Regions from separate parts of the Mus musculus genome. Here regions 1 and 2 are each linked to region 3. Evidence: chromatin contacts called from public Hi-C and promoter capture Hi-C data. All regions are on one chromosome and are shown on one strand. Each heading gives the region's core, a stretch centred on a gene start, on an enhancer-like site or on the middle of the called end of the contact. The rest is flanking DNA. Distances are from core to core; before and after follow the strand shown.

Region 1 (3,422 bases), core at 222-2,721, 1.0 Mb before region 3:
CCTGAGCCCACCCTTGGTGTCACTTTGGGCTCACTGAGACCTGTTATTAATGTCACAGAAAACAGGCACTAAACAAAGCAGTGGTGTATGGCTTCAGGCTCAGCTGTATCCGAGTAACCCACAGGCTGGTGTTCACTGCGCTTTCCAAACTCCTCTTCATCCTACAGAACCCACTCCAGATGTTCTTTTATCCAGAAAGTCCTCCAGAAACAGGGAAGATCTATTGAAAGTGGAACTGGTATGGCTGTCATATTTGGGACCTCCTAGATACACAAAAGTCCCAGCTCCAAGTGGGAAGTGGGTTCTGATGACACCTGTCACCCCCAATCTCAGTATCCTGATCTGATTGAACTTGTGTAGCCATGTGGTCTCGCCATGAGCAATCACTGCCTAGGGTTTGGAACCCTGATGTCCTAGGCAAGGATGGGGACATAGGGTGTGCGCCCTAGAAGAGGAAGGGAAACCCAGGAACCCCCCAGCCCCAGGTCAGACCAGAGGTTCAACCTGTCCACCTTCTCCATTTATAGAAAACAAAATGGCAGTGGGTGGGAGTTGGGCTCACCTTGATACAGGCGGCTGAGACATGAGGAGGCCAGTTCTAGGTTAGCAGGGCCCGCATTGGGAAGCACTGGATCAAACGGTGCATAAAAAATAGGCCAGGAGCCTATGATGACTCAGCCATTTAGAGCACAAGCTGTTCTTGCGGAACACCCGGGTTCAGCTCCCACACGGGGTCTCACAAGTCCACTTTCCGGGGATTCGATGCCCCATTTCTGGTCATGCAAGCAAAACACCCACACACTTTAGTTAATTTAAAAAGTAGGTCAGCTTGATTTTCTGGCCTTTGCATTTATTGGGCACTTAGTGTTGAGCCCTGTACTCCCATTTGCAAATAAGGAAAATGAAGCTCTTTATATTTTTTAATTAATTAATGTGTATGTGCACACGTGCGTGTGCTTGTGCAGGCTCCCGGCCCAGGCACACGTGTCGAAGTCCGCCTGTTCCTTCTTTCCAATGTGTGGGTTCTGGGTATCGAACCCAGGTCACTAGACTTGGCAGCAAGCATCTTGACCAGCTGTGCCGTCTCGCTGGTCCTCTCAAAGCTCTACTCCACAGAGCTACAGCCAACTCAGCTGTGCCATGCTGTTCCTCGGGAGTCTGATCCCAGCACTCGGTTGGCTGAGACAGGAGAATGACTGTAAGTTTTTGAATACCTTGAGGTCCGTCAGGGGTATCCAGGAGTTTGTTTTGTTAAAGACAAAGAGAGGCCCCGCTCTTTATCCCCAGCTCCCCTGGAATTTGCTGTAATTCTCCTGGCATCCCAGATGTACGCACCAAACCCTGGAGTCCCTCTGGCTTGCTCCGGACGTAGGGTGCAGCTAGTCAATCCCGATCGGCGTGGGGCGGGGCCAGAAGCAGAGGTGGGCGTGGCTGCGCGTGCGTAGACAGTTGCCGCGCGAATTTGAACTGCAGAGGGCGGTGACTCCTATGGGACATGGCCGATACTGCATGCTTGGCTCTGAGGCTGCTAGCAGCACTACGCGAGGAGGAGGCGCGGTGAGGGCGGCCGGGTCCGGGTGCTACCCGACCTTCTGCTCCCCGGGTGGTCAGGAGGTCTGAGGTCTACTGTGCTCGTCCTCCTGCAGGGCTGTGGAGGAGCTGCTGCGCCTCGGAGCGGACCCCAACCTGGTGTTGGACGATGGCGCTGCGGCGGTGCACCTGGCAGCCAGAGCGAGCCACCCGCGCGCCCTGCATTGCCTTCGGATGCTGCTGCGCTGGGGAGCGGATCCCAATGCTCGGTGAGGCGCGGCCCGGGTCCCTGGGTGCGGTAGGCGTGACTTGGGACAGCGGCACTGGACGTCAGGCTCCGGGTCCGAGGCGTCAGTCAGGTCTAAGATGGAAATGTCTGCTTCCAAGGTCGGGTACAAGGTGTCCCATAACTGTCATCTGGCACTCTGGGAGACTGAGGCAAGAGGATGACCGTGAATTAGAGTCTCACATGGTAGTGGGCACCGGTCATCCCAGCACGGGGAACTGAGGCAGGAGGAGCAGGAGTTCATGGCTAGCCTGGGCTATGCGAGACTGCCTAGGAAAGGAACCAACGCCGCACACCTCTCCTCTGTCTTTGGGGATCCCAGGTCCGCGGAGGGGCTGACGCCTGTGCATGTGGCTGCCGCGTGGGGCTGTTGTGGTGCTCTGGAGTTGCTGCTGAGCCGAGGAGGTGACCCCACACTGCGGGACCAGGTCAGTACCCCGCGCAGGCACACATGGGTGGCAGGAGGGTGGGTTAAGGACGCCCCCTGCTGACGGTGACTGCACAGGATGGGCTCAGGCCCTTGGACTGGGCACTACAGCAGCGACACCACAACTGCGCACGAGTGCTGCAGGAGCTGGACACGCCCACCCAGCCTGATGAGACCCGAGAACCCACAGGTGAGAGGAACTGAGGGGGTGTACCGGGCTACCACACTGCCCGGCCCAGTTCTGTTTGTACATCTATCGTGTCAATCACTATCCATGGTCTATCTTATCGGTCACATAACTATCATGCCAATTACCTACCTGTCAGTCATCTCGCACCTATATCATTTATCATGTCTATATCATACCTGTTTATATCTGTGTTATATCTGATTACTTATTTATCCATACATTTATACATCTATATGCAGAGACGTTTCATGTAGCCCAGGGTAGCTTTGAAACTGAAACATGCCAAGGACCTGCCTTAGCAGAGTCTTCTGGAGTTTCTCAAGATTCGGAGTTGCACGTGCATAGAGCTGAGCTGGAGGTGGAGGCTGTAGAGGTGGCTGTGCATCCCCAGAGCTCTGAGGCCACCGAGAACTCAGACTACAGCAGCGATGCTTCGTTTGTCACTGCAGTGGAGGACTCTCTGCAGCCCGGGCGCCCTGGGGGGGCATTGGAGCTAGTGGCTGGCTTGTGGGTAACCCGTGGGGCTGTGTCAGCTGGGAAGGGAGCACCCAACTGCCAGCCGCAGGTCCTGACATTGACTGCAAGGGACACGGACAAACCCGTACTGCCTGGTGATGGGGATCTGGGGGCTTTGCACCCCCACAGTTCGGTGCCCCCCATGTCGGATCTGCAGCTCCTCCAGGCCCTGCGGGCGCTGGGCTATAGCCCTGGACCCGTCACACCTTTCACCAGAGGACACTATCTACGGCGGCTGCAGGAAGCCCAGGCTAGCCGTGGTGAGTCCTTAGGTGGTGGTATTCAGAGTCTGGCTACACTCCAGGAATCCTGCCTTGGCTGTTAGATAAACCACCCTCACCAGCTTTTGTCCTCCACCCTGAATCCGTTTCCCCTCCCCAGCTGATGTAGGGCATAGCCAAGAACTGGCGGAGGCACTAAGGACAGGCACCATCCCTGACTGCCAGGTGGATGAGGAAGCCCTGGCTCAGTGC
Region 2 (3,754 bases), core at 340-2,839, 1.9 Mb before region 3:
GCTACACAGAGATGCACAGAACGTGTGTGTGAATATGACAGGGACTTGGAACATGGGATTAAGTAGATGACAGCATGGCTCCGATGGGTTTGAGGCTAACATGAGCTACCACGAGTTCCAAACAGCCTGGGTCTAAGTTGACACTTAGCCTCAAAGCAAACAACAAAAACAAAACCAAAGTAAAGGTTTGGTAAGTAGGGGCAGCCAGGTGAGTCTGGTGAGCTGGGCTCAATCCCTTCAGCCCACACAAGGCTAGAAAAGTGGTCTTCTGCCCTTTGCCTCAGAGCCATCACAAATAAATACCCACAGTAAATACGTAAGTCAACCATGCCAACGACCGCAATAGCAGTCGGACGCCAGCCCCCACCTACAATACCAGACAAGCAAAACAGCCCTTACCTTTCTGGATGTTGTAGTCGGACAGGGTGCGGCCATCCTCCAGCTGTTTGCCCGCGAATATCAGCCTCTGCTGGTCAGGTGGGATGCCTGTGCACGAGAGAAACCAGGTTGGCCACAACTCCTTCCTGCAGAAGCTGGTTAGACCCCATTCACTCAAGAGACGAGCAGACCAAGATCCTTAAGCGCTCCCACCCGTAGGAGAACGCCCTGAACAGCACAGCCCACCTTCCTTGTCTTGGATCTTGGCCTTGACATTCTCGATGGTGTCACTGGGCTCGACCTCAAGAGTGATGGTCTTGCCCGTCAGGGTCTTCACGAAGATCTGCATGTTGGCGTCTGCTACACATCAGAAGGAGACGCATGAGTAAAAGACAGAGGTCCGTCGGCTTCTACTAACCACCTAAGACTGCTTATTTCTTAGTTACCTTTACTACCAAAAAGCCAAATCCTGCTGCGGACTACGGCTCAGCAGTCCCACTCTGCCAGTCACCACCACCCGGTGGGTCGGGAAATCCTACCCAACAGCTTGCCACCCCAGCAAGAGTGCCTTCCAACTGAAGGATCGGACAGCAAAGGTTTCTTCTCAATAGGGCCGGCTGGACTCAACTATGCCCTGCTTCTCAGGTGCTGAGGTGAGAGCAGTTCACCGCCACGCACAGTTTAGCCTTTTTTTTTTTTTAAGACGAAGTTTAACCCAGGCAAACTTTCCAGCCTTGGGGGCCACAACCACCCCCCCCCAAGCACAGGCTGGCCCTGAACTCCCTCTGCAGCCAACACTGGACCCAAACGCGCATTGTATCTCAGGCTAGGCCCAGAACTCGCCCTGGAGCTCAGGTCAGTGCCCTTGGTCTTCCGCCCGCAGCGCCCGGGCTGCACTGCCGCGTGCCCGCCGCGCGCCCAGGTCCTGGCGGCCGAGTCCCACCGAACATGCACGACGCCGAAGCGGCGCCCGCGAACCCCTACAGTCGCCTCGCCGACCCCCGCCGCGTCCCCGCCCAGGCCCAGCCGCCAACAGCCCAGCCGCGACGCGGACGGCACCAACCCGCTCGGCCGCCTCGTTGAAGAGAAAGAGGACAGCGGAACCGGAAACCCCCTAGTCTCCTCTGAGAGCGCCTGCGCACTGAGCACGCTGCGCGTTTACGTCACAATCCGCGCCGCATGTCGTCCCGCCCCGGGCTTCGCCGGGCGCCATGTTGGGTCCTGGCGAGAATAGTCGTTCTGTCTGGAGCCGCTTCCGGGTGGAGCTTAACACATGAGTGATAGCAGCTCCTGCGGGAGCCTTCTCCGCTGCCTTCGCGGCGGGGACAGGTTTTTGTGTAATTGAGGCGTTGTGCTGTCACCGCAACAGGCGGACCGCGGTGAGTACTAGGCTAGCCCGCGCTACCTACCAGTCGGCTGGGGTTCAGAGTAAGCCGCTTTCTCCAAAGCCAATGAGAAGACTCAGCGGGTAAAGGCACGTTACCATCACCATCACGGTGGAGGGAGAGGACCGACCCGAGTTGTTCGCCAGCTTTAACCGGCGCGCACAGGCAATAGAAATGAATCCTAGGCCGAGCATGGTGGCGCACGCCTTTAATCCCAGCACTCGGGAGGCAGAGGCAGGCGGATTTCTGAGTTCGAGGCCAGCCTGGTCTACACAGTGAGTGCCAGGACAGCCAGGGCTACACAGAGAAACCCTGTCTCGAAAAACCAAAAAACAAAACAAAACAGAGTAAGCCGCTTTCTCCAAAGCCAATGAGAAGACTCAGCGGGTAAAGGCACGTTACCATCATGGTGGAGGGAGAGGACCGACCCGAGTTGTTCGCCAGCTTTAACCGGCGCGCACAGGCAATAGAAATGAATCCTAGGCCGGGCGTGGTGGCGCACGTCTTTAATCCCAGCACTTGGGAGGCAGAGGCAGGTGAATTTCTGAGATCGAGGCCAGCCTGGTCTACAGAGTGAGTTCCAGGACAGCCAGGGCTACACAGAGAAACCCTGTCTCGAAAAACAAAAAAAAAACAAACAAACAAAAAAAAAGAAATGAATCCTAGCAGTTGGGGGACAGAGGCCCCGGATTTCTGGAAGTTCAAGGCCACTGTGGTCCACAAAGTGGAGCATCCGCAGTGAGCTCCTGTTTCAGACAAGCAGTACAATCACGAGACCTTGCAGAGCTAACTTTCCTATGAGCTTGGCTGTGTGGCTCTTCGTTTCTTAACTATTTCCCAGTGCACCAGGCAAAAAGCAGATGTGGAGGTAACTGGGAAAATGACTTTTTTTTTTTTAATTGAAAGTAGGCTCTTTTTCCCCATATAGTATAGACTTATCAGGATTTCCTTCAAGACGACGCCCCAGATTCTCCCCAGGTCCCTACCCACTCAAAGCCACACATTTTTTCTTTTTTAATTAGAAAAGAAACAGGCAAATAAAACAAAACCAGAATAGGATGAGAAACACAGGCATAAGCTCACACATTTGTAAAACAAAGTTGGAAACCATAACATGCAACCAAAAGGTCCAAACAGCATGAGGCAAACACCTCCAAAACTACTGTTGAGTTCATTTTGTGGCCTGCCCTTAAAGTGTGCTTGGTATATCCAGTAAGACTCTGTTGGAGAAGATAATTTTCCATTTGTGAATGGCTGTCAATTGGAGATAGCTTCTGAATTAGGGTTGAGTTGTCTTCCCCTCTTAGCACTGTGGCCCTTTTCTGGCTTAGACCCCCACGGGTCCTGTGCATGCCACCAGTCTTGAGTTCATACCTGTTAGCCATGCTGGGTTTAGAGGTCCTGTTATTTGGTGTTCTCTATCCCTACTCCAAGGTTTCACCCTGCACACTGTCCAGTTGTGGGTCTGTCTTTATTCCCATCTACTTCTCTAATGCTGGCCGAGCAAGGCCCTGGTCTGCTTCCCCACCTATTACCAGGTAGAAAATACCTCCAAGAAGACACTTTTAATGACTCAGAAAGTACATACATGTTTATCGTGGTGGTTTTGTTTGTTTGTTTTTTTCAAGACAGGGTTTCTCTGTGTAGTCCTGGCACTCAGTTTGTAGACCAAGCTGGCCAGAAATCCGCCTGCCTCTGCCTCCCGAGTGCTGGGATTAAAGGCGTGCTCCACCACCGCCTGGCATGTGCCTGGCATGTTTATCGTGTTTTAGGTGTACCACATGAATGCTGTGCTCATAGAGACCAGAAGAGTGTGCTGATATGGAAATGCAGTTACTGATGACTGTGGATACTGAGAATTGAACCACTTCCTCTTCCAAAAGCAGCCTCTTAACCTCTGAGCCATCTCAGCAACCCTAAAAATATTTATTTTTTATGTGTATGAATGTGTTGCCTTTTTGTGTTGGTGTACCATTAAAATGACTGGTGCC
Region 3 (3,423 bases), core at 608-3,107:
AATTGACAGCATGTATCCAACTCCCATGTACTCAATAACTATCAGCTACTACTATGGCCCAAATTTTTAAAAATCCAAATTATGACTAATGTCAAAATTAGGAAATTTGAAAAACCCTCCCTCAAAAAAAGTCAGAGGTAATGACTGGACTGAAGCCAGCTGAGTTAGTAACATGCTTGCCCTAAAAGCTCGAGGATCCAAATTCTCTCCCCAGAGCTAGCTCACACAGAAGTGCTACAGGATGCACGGCACTTGTGCTGGAGAAGAAGGGACAGGAGGCTCCCTGGCCTTGCTGACTTTCCAGGCTGGCCTAATTGAGGAACTACAGGCCAGTGAGAACCTGTCAAGAGAGAGGTGAACACCCACAGCTGGTCCTCTGTCATCCCACTTGGAAGCCTGGAGCACGAGGATGCAGAGAGTCCAGGAATTGGAAGCCAGCCTGGGTGACATAGCAAGGCTCTAACTCAATACACACCTATCCTCAATACACTCCCTACTATCTGTCTAGTCCTTAACCATTTTCAGAAGACAATCACAGGTGCTGTAAGAGCATGTTAATTAATATCTACTGGTCTCCACATGTTAATATAGTGTCAAGGCTGCTGGTGGCTGGTCCTTCCAGGACTTAACCACCCTGTATTGCCCTCTCCTTCAGACCAGGTGACCTGGGTGCATCAGCCTGCCAAGCAGTTCTTACCAGCTTTGGCATTCATACTTGCTCTTGTCTTAGTCCCAAACACCCGAATTTATTGACGGGTAACAAAAGAGCTTCCAATGTGTTAGGCAAAATGTGCTTTCCACAGTTTTCTGCTAATGCATTTTACATCTCTATTTTCCAAATGAGGTAATTGATATGCTGAGGTTAAGAAGCCTGCTTCAAGGACACTCTTCCAGAGTTGGAGCCGAGATCTGAATATAAAATGCTTCCTCCTGGTAACCATGACCCTGCGAAAGACGATTCTAGCAAAGTGCATATAATATGCTGTGTGGAACAAACGGGTAATTTGGCAAATTAGCAGGACAGGAATACTTTCTAATTCTTATGGATGTCACCTGGAACTAGAGACTTTGTCAGTGAGAGACTGCTGAGCTCCCAAGCACCTGATCCCAAGCACGTTAGAAAGTGGCTGAAGAATGAATGAATGTTTTCCGCTAGAAGCACAATGGCCTTCTCACTGCTATTCTGTACGTCCCTGTAGCATTTGATACGTTCAAGAAAACCATCCAGCGACCCTGAGGACGAAGACTGGTGCATACCGTTGGGGGCGTAGGATCCGCGCTTTTCGCACCGCACAGAGCAGCGGAAGCGGATCTCGGGGGAAGGAGGGCTGGGCGGCCAGAGGCGAAGCGGGCGTGTCCCGGTTCCCCTTGCGACTCCAGTATGGGACACCACCCGCCCCGACGCCCGACCCCGCGGGAGACAAAGACTGGCGGCGGGCCCACCGCTCTCGCTCGCCTCCGCGGGGACGAAGCGCGACGCGGCTCGAACAACAGCGCCCACCCCCCAAACCCCCCCCCGTCCCTTAACCTGGCCAGGCCCCAGACGGAGCAGACATACGCAGCGGCCGCGCCCCATCACCTCTTCGCAGCCGCTCGGGGGTCGCCCGGCGCAAGAGTATGCGGGCCGCTCCGGCCTGTCACCTTCAGAACCGCCCGGCCCCCGCCACTCAGCCTCTGAGCCTTCAGCGCGCGCCTCCGCGGTCCCCTGGAGCCGCGCTTCCGCGACGACTTATCTTTCTCGCGGCAACCACCGTCCGCACCGCCCCACGGCGCACCCCAGCACCATACCTGCTGCGAGAGGGGTACAAGCGGCGCCGCCATCTTCGTGCGGACTCGGCCTCCGGAGCGCCGAAGGAACGGGGGCGGGGCCGTGCCTGCGCACTAGTACGAAGGAGGGATGCGATGCGCGCGCAGCACAGCCAGCGCAAGGACAGGCCACAGGACCAGAGTACACGTGCGCAGAAGGGAATCCAAGTCCTCCCGTGAGAAGTTTTGCAGTAAGAGGGCGGAGCCTCGATCACAGTGGAGAGGGCGGGGCAGTTCTGGCTGGAGGCGGAGCCTTTATGGGGAAGGCTCTGTCGCATAGCCTTACCAGAGTTGGCCGTACCGGGTGATTTAGAGAGCCTAGCCTAAAGCACAGCGTGACTAGAAGGTTCGGAGCCTCGTAAGTTTAGTGGGCCGAGAGTGGGCGGGCTAGTCGGTCTGTGGGGGTGGGGAGGGCCTCGTGTGCATCTCCTGATTGGAGTGGGCAAACCGAGCCCCTGGCTTTGGAGGCTCCTGTGAGGCAGGGAACCCAAGGGATAGGTAGGGCTCCCTTCCAGACCGCTGCACTCCAGCTCCCTGCACTTTCCAGTCTGGGTCTGTGAATCGGAGCTTGGCTAAACCCAGGCACCGTCTTAACTTCTCCACTCTAGTAGCCTCTACTAATGCCTAGGGTTTGCTGAACTTTTCCCGGGGAAATGGAGACAGTGGCACACAACAAAGTACCATGGTGCTCAAGTCTAACTTGGGCCATATGCAGTGTTAGTACCACTCAGTATGCTTGTTAAACAGATTTGGGTTCTGATTGCTTGCAGATGTGGGTGTAGCCTGACATCTGGTGTTTTTTGTTGTTTTTTTATGTGTATATGCCTGCTGTGCTCGTGCCAATGCCTGCCCAAGAGAGAAGAGTTTATTAGATGCCATTGAGCTGGAGTTAAAAGCACTTATGAGCCCCCAACCCCCGATATGAGTGGGAACAGAACTAGGGTCCTCTGGAAAAGCAACAAGCACCCTTAACCAACTAACTATATCTTCAGCTACTCTGGTATTTCTTTTTTTTTTTTTTTTTAAAGATTCATTTATTTATTATATGTAAGTACACTGTAGCTATCTTCAGACAATCCAGAAGAGGGAGTCAGATCTTGTTAAGGATGGTTGTGAGCCACCATGTGGTTGCTGGGATTTGAACTCCGAACCTTCAGAAGAGCAGTCGGGTGCTCTTACCCACTGAGCCATCTCACCAGCCCCTACTCTGGTATTTCTTTGTCTTTTTTTTTTTTTTTAAGTTACATTTTAACTTACATCTTAAAAGATTTGTGTGTTGGATGGCCCCTTCCACCATGAGTCACAGAGATAGGACTCAGGTTGTTAGCCTTGGCCGCAAGCATCTTTACCCACTGAGCTATCTTGCTGCCCCTTAGGACATCCTCATTCAAACCACTACACAGGTGCTGGGAAACATGGTACACATATACCGCCACACTCAGTCCCACTGTGTTTGATTTCTTGAGGTAGTTGTGACTGATCCTGATTGCCAGCTGCACAGGATCTAGAATCATATAGGAGACAAAGCTCTGGGTTACAACTGTGAATTTCTAGACTAAGCTGAGGAAGGAAGACCCCCCCACACACACACACACACTTGTTCCATGTGCTGGAGGC

The links. Hi-C and Micro-C count contacts between places; a contact is called where the count stands out from the background. Capture Hi-C pulls out chosen DNA fragments and counts their contacts.
Region 1: a promoter capture Hi-C map of liver shows a contact between it and region 3, with 3 times the contacts expected there. The contact joins the promoter of Ankle1 here to the promoter of Eps15l1 in region 3. A contact is called at or near these places in 2 of 9 other capture datasets (adipose tissue and liver).
Region 2: a contact with region 3 is called in a Hi-C map of B cells, with 5 read pairs. The contact joins the promoter of 4930522P08Rik here to the promoter of Eps15l1 in region 3. A contact is called at or near these places in 1 of 484 Hi-C or Micro-C datasets (B cells) and 2 of 9 other capture datasets (liver and pancreatic islet).

What each region holds. Positions count from the first base shown.
Region 1 is chr8:71,404,541-71,407,962 of GRCm38.p6, forward strand. Ankle1 (ankyrin repeat and LEM domain containing 1) reads left to right here and starts at 1,472. Exons shown (of 9, transcript NM_172756.3): 1 at 1,472-1,557; 2 at 1,647-1,799; 3 at 2,139-2,244; 4 at 2,322-2,433; 5 at 2,673-3,209; 6 at 3,331-3,422. The coding sequence starts at 1,496. It overlaps Babam1 (BRISC and BRCA1 A complex member 1), which reads left to right. Exons shown (of 9, transcript NM_026636.2): 9 at 1-232. It overlaps Gm39193 (a long non-coding RNA gene), which reads right to left and starts at 1,471. Exons shown (of 2, transcript XR_870504.2): 1 at 1,336-1,471; 2 at 808-1,179.
Region 2 is chr8:70,508,897-70,512,650 of GRCm38.p6, forward strand. It overlaps 4930522P08Rik (RIKEN cDNA 4930522P08 gene), which reads left to right and starts at 1,590. Exons shown (of 2, transcript NR_151735.1): 1 at 1,590-1,757; 2 at 3,536-3,704. It overlaps Uba52 (ubiquitin A-52 residue ribosomal protein fusion product 1), which reads right to left and starts at 1,521. Exons shown (of 4, transcript NM_019883.4): 1 at 1,442-1,521; 2 at 625-738; 3 at 400-486. The coding sequence starts at 727.
Region 3 is chr8:72,419,617-72,423,039 of GRCm38.p6, forward strand. It overlaps Eps15l1 (epidermal growth factor receptor pathway substrate 15-like 1), which reads right to left and starts at 1,858. Exons shown (of 24, transcript NM_007944.3): 1 at 1,789-1,858. The coding sequence starts at 1,821. Gm46043 (a long non-coding RNA gene) reads left to right here. Exons shown (of 3, transcript XR_001778581.2): 1 at 1-2,164.